Regions from separate parts of the Mus musculus genome. Here region 2 is linked to region 1. Evidence: chromatin contacts called from public Hi-C data. All regions are on one chromosome and are shown on one strand. The core of a region is the stretch at or near the end of the contact, and the rest is flanking DNA. Distances in the headings are between cores, read along the strand shown.

Region 1 (5,690 bases), core at 977-3,476:
TAACCAAAACTGTGGTAATACAGAACTAGCTTATAATACCCATCTGCATGATCTATTTTGTTTTATCCAAAAGACCTTCACAGAAATCACTTACCTTAAAACAGGTAACATAAAACACAGCACTTCAAATAGCCTTGCAAAGTGCCATGGCTCTAGAATAAAATAGTTTATACTAGGCAATAATGACCAGAAATTTCAGTATGGTCAGATTAGTCAAAAAAGGAAAAGGAAAAAAGTCCTTTTAAACTTACAAATGTTTAATAACTAATTTTAAACTAACCTCTAATTCTGAAGTTTACAATTGTAACTAAAATAAACTGGAATTCTATGAATTAAAAATTCCTAGATGTTCATATGCTGAAATAAAACATTAATTAAAATAGTTTGTTAACTAACACACTACAATGTATCTGGCATATATAAACTCTTATATAAAATGTAGTGTGGCATGAAGAAAGTTATTCTGGACAGAGCACTATTATTTCTAATTAACCAGCCTTGGCACATAAAATCCCAGGAAAACCATTGAAAGCATCAATAGAAACAATAAATCTTCACCTAAAGGGCTATTACAGATCTTATTTTTTAAGTAGTACTTAGTTACTGGGGAACGGGGAAGAAAAAAAAAAGCAGGAAGTGTAATTGTATTTAGTGTCACTTCCGGCACTACAAAACGTTACAAATATATAGCTCATTGTAATGTTCTTTAATTGGCACCACCCCAAGAAAGGAGTTATTGTTCTACACTAATATCACATGTTAAGCCATGTTTCAATCAGCTGACTACTTTGTTCCACACGCATAAATACAAACTACATTTGTGTTTTAACTGCCTTACTTTTAGTGGTAGTTTTTAAATAGCAAATCATATAACACTAGCAATAACTGCACAAATAATTTCCTTCTCGGGCTTTTGTAAGAAACCAGATCGAGACACGCCTTCCAATCAGAGCGCTGCTGTAAGATTACATACTTGTTAGGAGTTCTATAGTGGTGTTGTCTCCTTGCAAGCAACTTCACTGATTCTATTCAGTGATTGGGGCATGATTTTCACCCAATGTGGCATAGAACGCCATGTGATTTGCCAAGTTTAAATGTAATCCCGAAATTTCAAACAGAATGCTGTTCACTTTAAAAACTTATCCAACTATACACAAATGTAGAAAAAAGTATGACCTAAGTTATGTAACAAACATAAATGGTAAACTGAAGAAATAACATTACGTTCATTGAAATACAACCAAGACAGCTGTTTCTTCTTAGTACTTCGGTTTCTACAAACCCAGGAGCTAAGTAAATGTTGTCTGTTAGCTGCGTTGGATGTTTTTCTATCCTTTATATTTAGAAAGAAGTGCAAAAACAAGAAAGAAACCGCTTACAGTTTTTTTTAAAAAAAAATCACATCAAGGGAACACCTAAGGGGAAAACAAACAAACAAACTCACCTTTATTTCCTTGCCCTTTAGGTCTCTGAAGCAAGACGACAGAGGTGGTAAAGAGGGGGAGGGGGAAGAAAAGTGCGTTAAACAGAGCCACTGCAAACAAGTTCTTCAGAACAATCCGCGTAGGTGTGAACCCCACCAGATCCTCCGCAACCTCTCCGCCCGGCCGCCTCCCGCCGCCTCTCCGCCTCGCCTCCGGCACCCGCCAGCTCCGGGCCCCGCGGCGGCCGCCGGGACCTCCGGGCCTGTGGTCACGGGCGCCGGCCGCAGACTCAGCCGCCCGCGCTCAGGCCGGCCTGGGCAGCAGCCCCGACAACCGGGACCCGCGGCGCCGTTACGGAGCTAGCGGCGGCTAGAGGAGCCGCGCCGCACGCGAGGGTGGAGCTCTGCAGCTCCGGCCTTCGCCGAGCCGGGGCCCTGCTCCCTCACCTGATCCACGCTAGTGGCTGACATTCTTCACCGTAACCCGAGAGGAACCGCCGCCGCCGCCGCCGCTGCCTGGGCCTCGCCGAGAGCACTCACAGCAGTCGACTACCGCCCTCGCGAAGCTCTGCTCCGGCCTCCGCCGCCGCCGCTCTCGCAGGCTCCAGGGAGAGGGCTCACGCTCGGGAGTCGCGGAAGGGGCCCGAGCTCGCCGCCTGCACACTGCTCGTCCCCGCTCGTCCTCCGATCCTCGGGCCCACAATGGCGGACAGGCGCCTCAGCCCCACTTCCGCTCCGGGCCGTCCTGACCTTCCGCTATCCAGTCTGACGTCCACGCACACCTCGCAGTTCCTCCCCCACTCCCGCCACGGCCTCGGGCTCCGCCCCCGCCGTGCACGTCATCGGAGAGGGGAGGGGGGCAGAGACCCGGAGGCGCAGCTGTACTTTAGACGCATGCGCGGTACCGTGAGCGTTGGGCTCGGGCGTTGTTAGCCTGGAGGCTACAGAAGCGGTCCAGCAGCGCCTGTCCGCTCAGCCACCACCGGGCGTGCGTGCGTGCGTGCGGGGTGCGGGAGCACGCTCTCAATGAATGCTTTCTAACTCTCTACTGGGATGGGGTTGGTTTTTATTGAATAAAATAGCCTTCGGAAAGAGAAACAGTTGCAAGACTGCTGCCCCTCCCGAAAAAAAGAAAATGTTAAAATGTCCCTAGAAACTGGTAATGTTACTTTCTTACCTGTTGGCAAAAACAAAGAAAGTCAGTCCAATTATAATTTTGGCATTTTTATTGAATTTCCTTCCCAAGTAAGATTTCTTTACAGGTGTGGTGTAGTGTGCATTCCTAACTAGCCAAATCCTTTTAAAACCTCCCAGTTTAAGTGCTAACCTATGAAGCAGGAAATTAGGAAAATCACAGTTTTCTATATGTAGTACCACAATATTTTAGAATCACTGTGTCAAGATTGCTTCTCATGCAAATCCTCAAAAGGCAATTTTAGGTGTGGTCAACCCAAATCCCTTTCTCTTGTGTTCCTTCTGTTCGGACCCTGAGCTGCAAATCAGTCCATTTCCCAAGGTCCCCCTTATTCTACATTGCTCTACCTAGCTCCCACTCCCAAAAACATTTTTGGTTTTCAAGGAGTTTGTCGGAAGAGGAATTGAGGCTGGAAAGTTGAAAGTGCATAGCGAAAACTAATAGAAAAGGCTTGCAGGCCTTGACTTTACTCCTATCTGAGAAGCATGGCTTTGGAATTCCACGAATCTCAGTTTGAATTCTTACCTAGCAATGATTAGTTTATAACCTTGGAGAAGTCTCTTAACCTAAACCTTGGCGTCATGAGTAAACTAAGGCCTGACATACATAATCAGCCACTTCTTGTTTCTTCACTGAGTGAGTCCCCGCATCAAAACTGTAACTCAGTGAGTACTCCTGAAATGTCAGGCAATATAATTGATTAAATAGTCACAGTATCTTGTGTGATAACTGCTGCTACAAAAATTGAAGGCTGGGTGAGGGAGCACATACCTTTAAACTCAGCACTTGAGGGTGGATCTCTGTGAGTTTGAGGCTAGCCTGATCTATATGAGTTCCAGGACAGCCAAGGCTACGTTTCAAAAATTAAAAATTTTTTAAAACCTCATTCTGTAGCCGAGGCTGTCCTCGAACTCAGAAATCAGCCTGCCTCAGCCTCCGAGTGCTGGGATTAAAGGTATGCGCCACCACTGCCTGGCTCCAAAGTAAGTTTAAGAAATAGTCCAAGGCCAGCAAAATGGCTGGGCAGATAAGGGCACTTACACCAAAAACTGACAACATGAGTTCTATACCTGGAACCCACGTGATAGGAGAGAACCACTCCTGAAAATGTTTTTCCGATCCCCGTGTGTGTGCCCCTGGGATCACCTCTAGAACACTCCATCAGTGCCGCAGAGGTGGCTGTTCTCCTTCCAGCCATCATCACAACCCCACCACACTAAAAGGAAAGAGAAAAGAGCGGGGCAGGCAGGGAGAGCAGAGTGCTCTCTCCGGATATTTCATAGCAATTTTATTTCCCACACCTGTCTACCTCCTACTAACTACAACATTGTTCTCTGAAAATTCTTGGTTGCAAGGGAACTGAAACATGTATTGTGAAATATATGTTCAACTGAGGATCAAGAATGTTACCACCCAGGAAGAATAATAGATGACAACAGAGACATAATAAGTAATGACCTGTGTGTAAAACTCTTTCCCAAATTCACTCTGCTAGCTAGTACTATTTAAATTTTTCTTTGAAACTTTTTCCAGTATTTATACTAAGATTTTTAAGATTCTGTATTACCTTCAAGTAACAGTAGATGAGCCAAGCACAGATAGTTTATAGGACTGAATGATGCATTTTAAATGTAAGATATCTAAATACTGTATATAGTAAGGTAAAACTAATAGTTAACAGAATTGAATACAGAGAAATACTTTTTAAAGTGTTGTTTTGAAATAGGCCTCTTTCCCAAGCATTCTTGTAGTTATTGAAAGGAAATTTATAAAGGCAAGAAAAAGGCAGAAGAAATCATGTAGCCTTGTGTTTCCTTTAAATGGTGTCTCTCAAGTGTGATTCTTGTCTCTTGGGAAAACTACAGCTTTTCCCTAGAACTTGTTATAAAAGCAGACTCTAGACATTGGCTAAATTTACTAAATTAAAACTTATCAAGTTTGAAACAAGGTATATATTTTTAGAAAGAAAAAAGCATGTTTATTTTAAAGTAATTTTAGATTTACAGAAATGTTACAAAGATGTTACCCAGAGTTCCTGCACGTCTCTTGCTCATCTTCCCCTAATGTTCTTGTCTTACACAACTACCCTACAATAAAAGCAATGAGGAACTTGCCTGCAAGTTGATGGACTCCAGTTCCACACTGCTGAAACTTCCCTACTTTTCACACTCGTGTTCCTTTTCTGTTTCAGAATACCATGTTACACTTCAATTTCATGTTTCCTTTGTAAGGTCCACAAAAATCACTGAAGGAAGACCCCAGACCCAGATAGTATGCAAATACAAAGAGTTTATTCTTCAGAAACATCTAGCATGCAAGGGTTACCATTGTTTCCAAATATCAATACCCACAGAGACATTGGAGTTCCTTTTATAAACATGACTGCTTAGTTGCTTCTGAGATAACAGCAGACTTCTAAAACTTAGGGCATATTCCAGGAGGTTACAGAAACCATTAACCCAAGGTCATAAAGAAGATATATACCACAGGACCCCAAGTCCAAAAAGAGGAGATAAGATATTGACTAGTTTGTCTAAACAAAACTTTAAGGACAGCTTAGCTATAGTCTTAAACTTTTCTATGACTCTTTAAGAAAGTAACAAATGGTCAAAGTGAAGCCAGATAATTGTTCCTAGTGTATATGCATGTAAGCATTCTCTGTTATAACCTCTTATTCAATTTATGACTGAATTTATGGGCAGAACTGTAGTTTTTTTCATCATGTGAATGCATGCTCTTTGAGTCTTACAAGCACTGAGAACAAAGGGCAGAGATAAGTCCCCTTCTCCTGAGAGTTAAACTTAGAGAAGCACAGTTCCCGCCTTTACCTAGCCTTCCAAGGTGTCACTTTGAGGTGCTAACTGGAGCCAGCCTTAAAGCAATTCAGTCAGGGGGATGAGCTGCCGACCTGCAGAAGCAGAGTACCTTTCACCCAGGATAGACTGCAAATGGTCCATGGCCTAGTCTCTAAATGGGATATGAAAAATGAACTCGACACCTATACCTTGTGAAATTCATCCATTGTTACATCCAAAAGTGCCCACTGAGACCACCACTCACATATGCAGTAGG
Region 2 (5,690 bases), core at 1,875-4,374, 3.1 Mb before region 1:
GTTCTGTCAACTTGCCTCATGGTAAGGAGTAGTACCCCAGGCCTGAAGCATCTCTATTCTCTGTGTCCAGGGCTAGCTCCTTAGCTAACAGCACGAGCATCTTCTGGGTCACTGGGGTGAGACACAGTGAGGAAACAACAAGGGTTCCAATTTTCTTCTCATAGATCACAACTTGTCCAAGCCTCTGACTTCTTTGCAGCTGCCTAGTGACTTCACACTCACTACCAGACATTGAAGCTGAAGGCTTTCATAAACCTCTTTACTAGGTCCCCTCCCTGCTGCCACTTTAGTGGCTTTTCTATAAGCCTGTAATCATTCCTTCCTAACCTTACCACACCAGCTTCTCCATCAGAAAGCCTGGTATAGTAACACATCTCTACAATAAATCCTTTTTGCACCACTTTTAGTGATTCTGCTTCTTTGATCCATATTCATACTTTGCTATTTCATAGCACTGTACTAAGTAACCATCTTCTTTGGGCAGTTTTAGAATCATCTTGTTTAAAATACACTGGACTATGTTATGTTCCATGGTCATGTTAAAGTGCTGTAAGTCTGTATATTCAGAGGACATTCTTGTTAAACATCCAAGTCTTGTGTATTCCACTACATTATAGTATAGTATAGTATAAAACATACTAGCATATAAAAGTATAAAAGCATCCTTTGTATGGATCTTGATTTTCTTTTCTATTTCTTTATTTTTTGTTGCTTTAGGTAAAGGGATTTCTTTCATTACTTAAGTTTAAAGTTTCTCTCTGTGGTGGTTCATTTTGTGCCATGTTGGTTAGGCTGTAACATCCAGTTGTTTGGCCCAACATAGGTCAAGATGCTGGCAACACTTAATCTCTAGATGTTAAGCAGATTACCCTCTTCAAAGTGGCTGGGCCTTGTCTATTCTGTTAAAGGGTTTAAGAGTGAAGATTTGCACTTTCTTTCTGAAGACTCCAGCATAGAAAGAAATCCTGCCTATCTTTTCAGCCTGGCAGTTTTCTCTTATCAGTTTCAGATCCCAGAATGCAAAGTCCACTATTACTGTCTGTCTGTCCATCTACTCTCTAGACATCAGCTTTAGCAATCTTGAGCCAATCTCTTGAAATCTCTCTTTAACATCTCCCCTCACCCTTTCTGGAGTTCCTCTGATGCACCCTAATGCCTTCCCAACAATACAGAAAACATAATACTGCATGCTATGGTGGAAGACATGGCTCTCAAGTCAGACCAGCGTTTACTAAGGAAGTGACTTAGTTTTGGAAAGGGACTGCTCATTTGTATAAATAAGATCAAATTACTATGTGTTGGGTAAAAATACTGTATATAAAATACCTGCCAGGGCTCTTGGCTCAAACAAGGACCCTGAAATAGACCTTACTGGAAATGTACTGTTTAGTTGCCTATTTAGTAGTGAGTCTTATTATTTAATTAATCAAATATTTGGATATTACTAAATGTGGTATATTTTACTCAATGAAATTTTACCAGTATCAACTTTGTGTAGAGGTACTCAAATTTGTTGTTGTTGTTTGAGATAGAATCTCACTATGTAGTCTGCCTGGTTTTGAACTCACTATGATACTTGAGCTTATCTTTAACTCTCAACTCTTCATCGTGTTGCCCTAGCTTTCCAAAGGCAGCGATTACAGGTTTGTACCACCATGTCCGTACATATCACTTGAGGTTAGTTCTTGAGATTTATCTGTCCTAGGTGTAGGGCAAGTTTGTTTCTAGGAATCTACTTCCAATTTAGTCAGCTGATAAACGACTTTCTGAAGACTAAGTGGCCCACAGTGCTCGGTGTAATCCCAAGTGAGATGCTTAACACATCTACTACAGGGACTAATTAGGATTTCAAAAGCAGTGAGATCAGTTGCTGCACTAAAAGAATCTCATTAGTGCTTCTTCATCTAGTGAAGGCAAATTCCATGACACAGAACGGATCGTAAAACATGATGAAGACCTGGCATGTAGAAAATACACAGGGGCACGAGGTTTAAATAATAAAAGAATACACCTTCCACCTTTGTCCGTTTATCTGATCATGTACACTCGGTACTCAATTTATAGCATCATTAAGCCCAGGCTCAGCACTGTACTTCTTCTAAGACCTGCCACCTTGCCAATCTTAAATAACTGGGAGACTAGATGCCCTGAGAAATGATCCAAATCTATTTTGCCAGGGGGCGGGGGTGGGGGTGGGGGTGTGGAGCTCGTTCATGCTAAAAGTATCTGATGCTCAAAGCATCAGAAACAGTCGGCTCCTGCAGAAAAGCTTTGGCAGTTTGGGGCAGAAACTTAAAAGAACAAGCAAATTATATCCTCACCTTACCAAAACAGGTGAAAAGCTCTCTTACATCCTAGCCAGCAAACACTAACAAAGAAGGGCGATGGTTGGCTAGGGGAACTTTTGGTCTCTTTGTCATCTTTGTCTTCCCAATATCGTCATTTCTCATTTTCTTGGTTGCAGAATTTCACTTTTCTCCATCCAAAGACCCTCCTTCTCGCTCGGGAGTTTTTGGTCTTTTTCTGCTCTGCAGGCCCCGAAAGTCTGGGGCCTCACTTGCCAAGGGAAGCCACTGGAACCTTGCCTAGGTAGGGCACGGACGGTGACATAGCGGGAGCACTGAGCCCCCGAGATCTGCTGGCGTCACCGCCGCAGCGGCCTCCCGCGACGCCCTAGTACGGGAATTCCACAGGGGACGCGCGCGGTGCCCCGACGGGCGGAGCACGGAGAGGGCGCCCGGTGCTCTGGGCATTTTGGATCTGTCGGACGAAACAGCGCCGATCCGGTAGGCCGAACAAACTCCGGGTCGGTGCGCCCGAGGATGCCCCACGTAACTCTCCTGCGCACGCGCCGCGGGTTGCGGGGAGGGAGCTGCGGGGAGGCGGGAGGGGCCGGGGGGGCGCGGGGCGCGGCGCGGCGCGGCGCGGCGCCTAGCGCAGCGGACGCGAGCAGCCCTGTCCGGACAGCCGGCGGGCTCCTGGGCGCGGCGGCGGCGCGGGGCGCGGGGCATGCGGCGCGGCGTCGTGACGTCACGGTGGCGGCGGCCGTGGTTGGCGCAGGGTCCGCTGCTGCAAAGTGTGAATTACGCCGGGCTCGCGCCGGCGGCGGAGCGGAGTGAGGCTCGGGGGAGGGGAGGGGGCAGGGCTCCGGCGGCCGAACTGCTCTACGCTCCGCGCCCGTGCTCGCGGCCCGGGCCAGCTCTCGCGCCGCGGAGCGCCTGGGCGGCGGGTTCCCCTTTAACGCCGCCCGCCCGGCTTCCCGAGCCCGCTGCAGCCCTTCCCGCCGCCAGCCGCGCGGAGGGCCGGGAGGCGTCGGCGGCCACTAGCGCCGCCCGCCCCGCGCGCGCCTCGGCCCCGGGTCCCCGCGGCGCGGCCCCCTCGTAGCGCAGGGGCGGGCGACCGCGGACTGGCGGGCGCCGCGCGGATCCAAGGCGGACGTGTTCAATGGAAGTATGCTACCAGCTGCCGGTGCTGCCCCTGGACAGGCCGGTCCCCCAGCACGTCCTCAGCCGCCGAGGAGCCATCAGCTTCAGCTCCAGCTCCGCGCTCTTCGGCTGCCCGCATCCCCGGCAGCTCTCGCAGGTAACCGCCGCCCCGGGGCCCGCAGCTCGGTGCTTTTGTCTTCTGGAGGGACTCGGGCCATTGTTCCCGCCTCGGTAGGCTGGCCTCCCCTTCCCGGAGTCTTTCACCCTCGGCTGTGCTCGGTGCCCCTGGCCTCTGCGACCCTCGCCGCGGCTAACCCGTCACGCCCGCTGGTAGCCCCAAGCCATGACTTTATCCTCCCCTCCTTTCTCTGTGTCTCCTACCAGTTGGGCCTCTTGTCCCCTTAGTCATGACCCTGAGCTCACCTTTTCGCCCCCCACCCCCTAGCCCTCCCCCACACCTGTGCAGGTTCTCGAGCCTTGCAGCGCTGCGGGTGCTGAGTTTCTCAGAACAATAGGCCTAGTGGTCCCATTGTGGTCCTCACCCGAACTGCGAACTGCTGCTTTGTAGGGAAGGGGCCTAGGTGTCAGGAACTAGTGTGCAAAGTTGATGGTTTCCAATCAGTTTTCTCGCTTGATAAAGGCGGCTTTAGTTCAGAAACCACTGATGAGCATTCACAAAGGACTTTGTTTCCGATGGCCCAACACCAGTTGCTGTTGAACATTAAAAAAAAAAAAATTTTTTTCTGTGACGTCCTTGGCTCAGCTCTTTAGTTGGGTTAAATTTGGTTGCCAGATTTAGAATAAAGAGGAAGAATTTTACTTTGTTTACATATGAACCTGGTGCCCTCATTGCCTGCTGCCAGAAGTTCTGTGTTTATGAGATTACTTTTGGGACGGGTACTGGAGGAGTGTGCTTACATTTGCTGGTCTAGACTCCAATCAGTGAGCCTCAGCCATTCATCCATCCATCCATCCATCCATTCATTCGTTTATTTGTGTGCTTGTTTATGGCAGGGCCTTTCTAAATTGTTCAGTCTTGCCTTTAACTCATGATCTTCCTGCTTCAGACTTCCAAGTACCAGGCCTGAGCCATTGCCCTAGGTCCCGTATTCATTTCGTAAAATAAAGTATTCTTATTTTTTTCTATTGCTTAGTATTTCTTTACCCTTTATAGCACACTGTTTCTCCCTTCAATTATATTGTATTATAAGAAAGGAAATTTTAAAGACAGTTAGAATGGACAGCATCTTTTAGAGATTTTGCTTATAGTAGATCGCCAGTAAATTCTATTTGTCATTTGCCTTTTTTTCTTTTTCCTTTTTGGCCTGCAAGATAGAGCAGGAGGTTCTGTGTGAGTTTCCTTTCAAAGAGTTCTTCTTTATTTAAGGTCAGACTCTTCTGATACAAGGTAGTATGCTAAAGAATTCAGTGTAAAATACTAAGTGGAATTTCAAATAATACTTTTGTTACTTTGAAGTGTAGTTTGTGAACTGTATTTTTTATTATTGCTTAACACGTTTTAAAGTTCCAGAATAATATCAAAATATATTAAAGCACTCAGGAGAAGGTTTTCAATAATAGTAATTAAAGGTCTTTAATGGAAGTAACTTTCATTTCTAAATACTGTTTTCTTCCTGAGATCAGCAGACATGACGAACACCCACTTTCACTTACATATAAATAGTAAGGCACACTTTATCTAAAGTTATGAAATATGTGTTACATGTCCCTGCTTCCTGAGAGGGAAGATCAAGGGATTGAAAACAAAACTGACCCCAAGAGCTTTACCTAGTATCTTAATTACCACACAAAAAACAATTTAAGCTTCAGTTTTCTTTGCCCACCCCTAGACTAAGATTAAATGGGTAGTGGAATTTTAAAACTGTGACTGTGGCAACAAACCACAAATTCTATAGAATTACACCGATTTTACTAGCTTTTAAAACTTATAAACAACTTCCAGATCTCCAAGAGAGTATGTGGGAACTCCTTAGGCTGAGACAGAACTTTTCTTAGTGAATACATACCTTTTTCCTGGTGAACATAACAGGGTACCTCACTCGAGCTGACATGGGTTACCATCACTTAGTATCACTTAGTAGTAAATCGTGTAGTGAAACTGAATGCTTTGGGGATAGATGGCAATATGTCATGGGAAAAACGAGGTAGATAATCTTAGAATCTTATTCAGTGCTCTTTAAAACAAGCATTTGGTTGACTCACAAGCTGCCATACCCTTGAATCGTTGGTTCCTAAGCTAAACGT

The links. Hi-C and Micro-C count contacts between places; a contact is called where the count stands out from the background.
Region 2: a contact with region 1 is called in a Hi-C map of muscle stem cells, with 3 times the contacts expected there. The contact joins the promoter of Pde7a here to the promoter of Ythdf3 in region 1. A contact is called at or near these places in 2 of 39 promoter capture datasets (cranial neural crest and pre-B cells) and 1 of 484 Hi-C or Micro-C datasets (muscle stem cells).

What each region holds. Positions count from the first base shown.
Region 1 is chr3:16,179,701-16,185,390 of GRCm38.p6, reverse strand. Ythdf3 (YTH N6-methyladenosine RNA binding protein 3) reads right to left here and starts at 2,226. Exons shown (of 5, transcript NM_001145919.2): 1 at 1,871-2,226; 2 at 1,445-1,469. The coding sequence starts at 1,894.
Region 2 is chr3:19,308,756-19,314,445 of GRCm38.p6, reverse strand. It overlaps Pde7a (phosphodiesterase 7A), which reads left to right and starts at 3,124. Exons shown (of 13, transcript NM_001122759.2): 1 at 3,124-3,582. The coding sequence starts at 3,445.